2 separate regions of the Ovis canadensis genome follow, and region 2 is linked to region 1. Evidence: chromatin contacts called from public Hi-C data. All regions are on one chromosome and are shown on one strand. The core of a region is the stretch at or near the end of the contact, and the rest is flanking DNA. Distances in the headings are between cores, read along the strand shown. Region 1 holds the start of PELI1 (pellino E3 ubiquitin protein ligase 1). Region 2 overlaps PELI1 (pellino E3 ubiquitin protein ligase 1).

Region 1 (3,828 bases), core at 173-2,672:
ACACAGACACACCGACTCCTAGTCATACTCAAGTTTAAATGATCTTTGAATCATTTCTTGACCCTATGAGTCTGGGGTAGGTGTGTACCAAACCATCTGGTAAACTTTTCTACTAAGGTATTTATTGCAGTTTGTTTATTTACCTGGCTCTTCCTCTGCACAATAAGCACTTTGAAAATAATAAATATTTCTTTTATGCTCCTGTATCTCTATTTCTGGGAACTGAAGAAGTACCTGAGACATACTATACTCAATAACTGTTTTTTGAATATTAATCATGGGGTCTGCAAACACAAGGATCCTTGACCTTGAAACTCTCTACCTGAAAACCGCAGCTTTTCCTGTGTTTCTGATTTCTAAACGCTAGTCCTTTTCTTCTAGAGTATGGGGTTCTAGGTAGGCAGAGAAGGAAAACAAAAGATCTTGGGATAGGTTGCCTTTAGTTCTCTGGAATCCAGTAACATGTCCTGCCTTGCACCACCCTCGTCCACCATCTCTTCACACCTGGCTGTCCCACATGGGCGTAGACTTAGCTGACCAGCCCCAAAGCATACTCAGACCTTGGTTCAGACTTCTCTTATTGCCAACTGAAAGTTGGTCAATGTACGTACAGCAAACAATTTTCAACTTTCCACTTATCTTTTGAACTTCTACTTTATAAAATTTGTATTTCTTGAAAATTGTAGGCCTTAAAATTTAAGAAATTTTTTAACATGGATGAAGTAAGATACAGTGATCTTAACCTTGAGCTTTACCTTTGCTGGCCTTAAAGTTGGATGTGACTGCGTGAAGAAATGATGGGAATCTGACAGTGGTGATGCTCCTAACCCTTTTATAACGTAATTAATTAAGATATCGGAAGCAACTGGTGGCTCAGATGGTAAAGAATCTGCAATGCAGAAGCCTTGGGTTCCACCTCCAGGTCAGGAAGATCCCCTGGAGAAGGGACAGGCTACCCAATCCAGTATTCTTGCCTGGAGAATCCCAAGGAGCCTGAAGGGGGCCACAGTCCTTGGGGTCACAAAGAATCCGACATGACTGAACGACTAACACCTTTCTACAAGTCTTAGGTTAAACAACAAACAAACAAAGAACCTTAAATTTAAGGCAGAGAGGATACATTTGCGGGAAGGGAGGGAAATGGGTATTTGTGATCCTGAATTTATGGGATAAAATTAAGCAGCAGGGAAGACCGAGATATGGTGAGGAAGTCAGATTTCACTGGGCAGTTGGCGTGATGAGTCTAGAAGCTGGGGGTGGAGCGAAGTTAAAGGACTAGCCAAAAGTGGGATCCTTAACAGTACCATAACACAAGGAGGGCCTTGTTCAGTCAGCAGCCTCGCTTAACACGTTCCCTTCCTTAGTGTGTCGGTGACCATAGTAACAGTAGGGCCGAGCCTCCCTCCCGAGCATGCGCACTGCAGAGCGAACGCAGACGCGTCCTCAACAACAATGTACAGCTTTTTTCTTGAGGAGAACTACAACTCCCAAGAGACCGCTCGGCGCCGCCGCACCGCCTCCCTCTGTGGCCCTGCCCTGTCCCCTCCCTCCAGTCCCGCCCCCCCGCTAGTCCCCTCCCCTCCCTCCGAGCGTGGGTCAGAGACCCAGAGGCGGTGGAACCGTCGGGGGGCGCCGCCGCCGCCGCCGCCTCCAGCAGCAGCAGCAGCCTCGCCGCGCGTTCGGATTTGCCTCGAGCCCTCCTGGAGCGCATCACAAGGCGGATCCCGCGGCTCTTCCTCCGCCCGCGGCTTCTCCAGCGTTCGGCTCCGCGGCCAACTTCCCCTCGTTGGGCTCGGCCGGCTGGCGAACAAGGCGGCGGCGGAACGCCGGGCTGTCTGCTCGCGCTGCCCGCGCACGCACACTTCTCCCCCCTCGCTCCGTGTCTCGGGGCCGTGCTGGGAATTCCGGCCACCAGCAATTGTCCGGTGAGTGTGGCCGCAGGAGGGGTCGCGGCGGGGCCGCCGAGGGGTGCGGGCCAGGCAGGCGCGCAACTTCCTCAGCGGCTTACCGGGGCGGCCGGCCGGCCGGCTCTCCCCGCCCGCCTGCGCGCCCCCGCGCCGGAGGCGGCCGGGAGCGGAGTTTGCGGCGCCGGCATCCCGCGCCCTCGCAGGAGGAAGCGCCTTTGTCAGGAGCCTGCCCGGCGCGCCCTCCCCCTTTGCCTGGGAGCGGGCGCGAGGGTGGCCAAGTCCGAGCCCCGCGCCCGGGGTAGGGTCGCCAGCTGCCGGAGGGGAGCTCCGCGGGGGCTGGGAGCGAGACCGAAACCAAAGGGAAACAAAAGGGGTGGTGGGCTTTTCTTTTGTTTGTGCGAAACTGATAACTTCTTTTTCCTTTCCTTACATAACACAGACTTCCAAGTTAGTCATTCTTTTTATTATGATTATTGTCATCATCTCTGCGTGTCCCTCGCGTTTCCTTTCATCTCTGGATCACAGAGCACTTAAAAACATTAATTAATTACACCTCCGGGGCCCCGACGAAACAAGTTAATAAGCCCGTTTCTGTAAGTGGGTAAACTGAGGTTCAGAAGAGCTTGCTCCTCCACCGCACCTGGTGTCTGAAGACCTGAAAGCATTTATGAGTAAGAACTCGTTCTCCAGTGCCCCGTGGAAAAGTTAAAGATGTTCCTTTTACGTATAGGCTAACTAAAGTCTAAAAGAGGTCGGGGTACTTGTTAGGTAGTTCAAACCATAACTCTTCTTACATAGTGTTTGAATTTTAAAACCTCAAAAGTCTCTTGAAAAATGCCCGGAGTGGGGAAAATACTGTGATCATAAACTCACCCATCTAGTTTTGGTTTTTGTACATGTAGGTTTCTTACAAGGCAGACTAGCAGGGATGGGGGATGGGGGTGGGAGGACAGACTTTTTAACGTAGGCTTCACAGATTTTAATCACTGCACACAAGGAAATGTGTCTTGGTTTTAATAGCACCAACAGCTTTCCCATCGTTTAGTCATCAGATAATTGAGTGAGCGCTTTATCCATAAGGTGCTGGTTGTGCCAAGAACTGAAGCTTTAAATATACGAAAAGGTCATCTATTTGTTTTGGTTCGAAGACGGTGTACTTCTCTTAGTCTGCAGAATGTTATTTTTTCACAGCAGCTGATCTTTTGTTTAAGAACTGGCTTTGTCTTTTTCTACATTGTGTATGTGTTACCTTAATTGAGCAGAAAGATTAGAGTGTTTTTGTTGTTATTTACTTTTCATAGTAGTGTGAATTTAAATTTTTGAATTGTGGAGAAGGTTCAGTTTCTCCAGTTCTTGTTTCAGTTTATGGCGTTTTCTTTGTAACTAACAAAGAGAAAATGTTTTCTCAGAGTGATCAGATTTATATCTTTCAAAACATTGTCCGTCTTGTACAAATACAGCATATAAATCCCTTATGTTTTTTACTCGCACCAACAACCTCTTGTGGAGGAAGATAATTCTGAAGACAAGTTTATTTTGGTAGTTGACCCAAACTAGAAGGTAGTGCAAATTTAAATCAAGCATCATTTCTACTAGTTATTTCCTGAGGTGAATAATGATCAGAACTGTAATAACAAGACTTTTTCTTATCTGCAATTCTCTTGAATTTAATTTTGTATTTTATAGTTGCCCCTAGATTTTAGATTCTGGTGATTCCATCAGAAAAGGGAAAGATGTTCTTATTTTGATATTTCCCCCCAGTCTTCTAACCTGTTCTCTTTCTGTAGTATCTTGAAAGAGATCTTGACTTTAAAACAGACAGTTGGAAAATAGAACAGTTAAGTGTATGGAAAGATGCATGTAGTGAAGTGCTTATAATGCTAAATCTAATAAATTTAAGACTTTTAAAGAGAAAACTGTC
Region 2 (3,882 bases), core at 1,080-3,579, 79 kb after region 1:
CTCAGCTCCTCTGGACATAATGACATTTGTAGGCCCAATTGCTGCTAACATCCAGCCCATAACTGCTAGGGGAATCAGTCCTAGAATGAAGCTGATGTTGAGGGTGGTACAGGAGAGACAGAAAGAAACAGAGGCCTTAGTAATTCGGAGAAGGAAATGGCAACCCACTCCAGTGTTCTTGCCTGGAGAATCCCAGGGATGGGGGAGCCTGGTGGGCTGCCATCTGTGGGGTCGCACAGAGTCGGACACGACTGAAGCGACTTAGTAGTAGTAGTAATTCTGAAATGCAACCAACTCAAGGCCTTTTCCACAGCTGATGTTCAGTCCCTTGAGTCAGAAAATACCCTTATTGTTCAAATTGGTTAGACTTGAGTTACCTGTTACTTGCAAGTGAAAATACATTAATAGAAAAGAGAAGCAAAGGAAGATTGGGCCAAGGTAGTAAAAGTCTAGGAAAGTTGTGAATGAGAGTAAAAGATGAGGTAGATGACTGTCTTGAGAAGAAACCAAAGAAAACGGAGAATGGGTACCCTGAGTTTGGCTGGACATAAGATTTTATAAAAATTAATCTCCTGTCTTTTCTTGGACTGGGGGTCAAGGGTAATCAGAACAGCTCTAGCATTGTACTAGGATAACCCAGTGAGGTTTGTATTAACTCTAATGTTTAGAAGAAACTGAAGACTCACCCAAGGCCATGAGTCAGTAGCTGGCAGAGGTAAGTCCTAGTGAGTCTGACTCCAGTACTCAAATCCTTTCCACTGAGTCCCCATTCCTACTTGATGCCAGTCTGAAATAACCAGTTCCAGCCCTCATCAATCCATTCCACCCCTCAATCCAGGACGGCAGGCAAAACTGACTGGTCAGTGGGATTGTTTTCCCCCAGACAGTGGATGGTCTGCCTACAGGATGTGCGGTACTGTGTTTGGGGTACGAAAACACAGATGGGTCATGGGCTAGATGGAGGGGCAAGATAGCTTACAAAGACAACACAAGCACAAATGAAAGTAACAACCCCAGGGTGCACCAAGGAGGAGTGGCCCAAAGATTCCTGGTGAGATAAAAAGTACTGACTGTTAATTGTCAAGCACTGAATGTTAGATTCTGTGCATCTACATTTTTTTTCATTTCAAAAGCTTTTATTTTTCCCATTTTACTTTATTTTTTGAATAGTTAATGCTTAAACGTGGTACAAATGCAAAAGTTACAAAAGGTGTACAGTGAAAAATAAATCTCTCTCTTCTCTGTCCCCCAGCTACCGTCTCTGGAGGCAACCAATACTGACAAAATCAATCCCTGCCCTCTCTGCTCCCCACCCCACCCCCATTATAAGCTGAGGTACATAAGCTAAATTGTCTTCATTCAGTAAAGATACCTTCCTAAGGTAGCAGCCTTGTAATGGATACGCTTAATAAATCAGATTTACAAAAATACATATGGTAACTTTATTGTATATCATGACTTCTTGCTAAAAAGCCCCCATTGCTGATGCAGGTGGAAAACACTTGACCTTGCTGATTAAAGAAGCCTCTTTTAGATTTGGGCTTCTCAGGTAGCACTAGTAGTAAGGAACCCACTTGCCAAGGCAGGAGATAAGAGACATGGGTTTGATCCCTGAGCCGGGAAGATGCCCTGGAGGAGGGCATGGCTACCCACTCCAATATTCTTGCTGGGAGAATCCCAAGGACAGAGGAGTCTGGTGGGCTACAGTCCGTAGGGTCACAGAGTCAGACATGAATGAAGTGACTTAGCATGCACACTTTTAGGCTCAAAACAGTCTCTTTTGGGAAATCACTGCACCTTTCAGGGTTTCTCCCTCATCCTAGGGTTCTCCTCTCCCCATTCCCTTTCCCAAATGGTTGCCCAGGTGGAAGGCATGCTACAGGGGAGATACAAGGGAAGAGAGCATGGTGAGGAAATTGTTCTCTCTGGCCTTTGGGCTGTGTTCATTCCAGCTCCTGACAGCCACAGTCTCCACCGTGATCATCAGTGGTAAAGGTCACATACCTTTACCTTCTTGGCCCAAGGCCAGGCCCATTACAGCCCCATTCATCCTTTCAGCCTTCACTGTCCTCCCAGGGGATCTGCTGTAGACTGCACACAGGCCGGGAAACGGGGAGCACTTCTCAAGGCCTCTCATTACCCAACCGTCGCATTTCTTCTTCTCTGTAGTTGGCCCAGTTCCAAAGGGAAAGCCAGCAGCTCTCCTGCCTTAGGGCTCCGGTCACCCCTCATCTGGGGCAACCCTGTGCTCATAACCTCTGACTCTCATAGCTTCCTGCAAGCTGCTTAAACTTTTCTCTTCCAGTCATGGGAAAATGGCTCTGACGTCACATCCTGTGTTTCTTCCTGGCACCGTCTGTGACCTGCTCAGGGGCAGTTCTCCAAGCTCTGCCTCATCTGTGTATACAAACATATTTTTTTTTTTTCTTTCAGCAAAGTCTGGCTTTTACAAATCAGAAGCACTTAATTTCAATCTATTGTCTTGCTATGACTTTTTTTCAATCCTATTTTGAAACTCAAAGCTAAATGATGACTTACCCATTCTTGGCTGGGTTCCTTCCTCCCCATGACTCAAAGCATGTCCTTGACTCACTGGGTGGAGGAGCCATAGAGCCAGGGTTTACTGAGAAAGCAAACACGCTGGGAGAATATCTCACAAATGTTATCTCCATGATATCAGCATAAGGTTCCCAGGGCTGAGGGGAAAGCCAGTGTCAGGGTGGTAAAAGTTACTAAGTTTTCAGTTGCGATTAGGGTACACTAATTTCATACAAAAACTTCATGGTCCTCAAAGTGAGCATAAACAAAACTGAACTCCTGATTCTACCGGTTTCCACCCAGTTAGGCAGTGCGAGCCTGAGTCATTCTGGACTCTTCTCTTTCCTTTGCACTCCGTATATAATTCATCTCCTATTCAGAACCACCAAAGGGAATGGGAGACTTTTTCTAATTGTCACAAAAGCAATGTGTGGGCCAGTAGCGGCCTTGCTGCTGAAACCCTCCTCCCAGCCGCCACCAGCATCTGTCACTGGACCTCTGCCATCGTCTCCTCCCTGGACTCCCCAATTTTGTGTTTGACCTTCTACAATCTATTCTCCACAAAGCCAGACTTTTCTTTTTAAAATATGTTAGATCCTTAATTAAATATAAATCATCACTTCCCAGCTTCCCTGCTTTAAATCCTCCAGTAGCTTCCTATCACTCTTTGACCTGACTCTGCCTTCCTCTTCAGCCTCATCTCCTCTCTTCCAGGCCTTCCCTCTTACTCTGCTCCAGGCCACCTTTCTGGCCTCAAATACACCAGGTTTGTTTCGACCCCAGGTCCTTTGCACTTACTGTTTCTTTGCTTGCAGAGCTCTTCCCTAGACAGTAACACTGTTCCCTCCTTCTCAGCCTTCAGATCTCAATTCAGATGTCACCAAGCAGCTGCATCCCACCTCAGGTACCATTGGCCGTATTACCCTATTTTATCTTCTTCAATAGCCCTCAGTTCCTGAAACAGTAGTATTTGTTTGTTTAAATGTTTATTACCTATCTGCCCTTACTTGGAATGCAACCTCCTTGGACAGGGACTTGGTTTGCCTTCTTCAGCACTGTATTTTTGCATTAAACAGTGCTTGACACATAATAAACAGTAAATAAGTGTGGACTGAAACCAACTAAGTTCATCCAGTGGGGAAAAGGAGAAAGACAATATTTTTAAACTCAACAAGCATTCATGGATACCTTTTTATTAGTTTACTGTTCAGAAGAAGTTTACCGCTTCTAGTTTCTATGTAAGGGAATCATAAGGTTAATGTAGCTTTCTGATGAGAAACTTGGCTGCAAGACAGAACTAGTGTCTATATTTATGCTGCTGAAAAGCAGCTTTTTCAAATAATC

The links. A called contact is a pair of places that touch in the nucleus more often than the background predicts.
Region 2: a Hi-C map of fibroblasts shows a contact between it and region 1, with 2.7 times the contacts expected there. The contact joins the enhancer-like site here to the promoter of PELI1 in region 1. A contact is called at or near these places in 2 of 2 Hi-C or Micro-C datasets (fibroblasts and lung).

Annotation. Positions count from the first base shown.
Region 1 is chr3:44,213,170-44,216,997 of ARS-UI_OviCan_v2, forward strand. PELI1 (pellino E3 ubiquitin protein ligase 1) reads left to right here and starts at 1,423. Exons shown (of 9, transcript XR_011255638.1): 1 at 1,423-1,925.
Region 2 is chr3:44,291,087-44,294,968 of ARS-UI_OviCan_v2, forward strand. All of the region lies in intron 8 of PELI1 (pellino E3 ubiquitin protein ligase 1), which reads left to right. Among named protein-coding and RNA genes, the nearest start is that of VPS54, 49 kb to the right of the region's middle. Within about 2 kb of position 2,330, the one cell type or tissue checked has open chromatin away from gene starts, as enhancers often do. A contact at or near this core is called in fibroblasts, where this site is marked.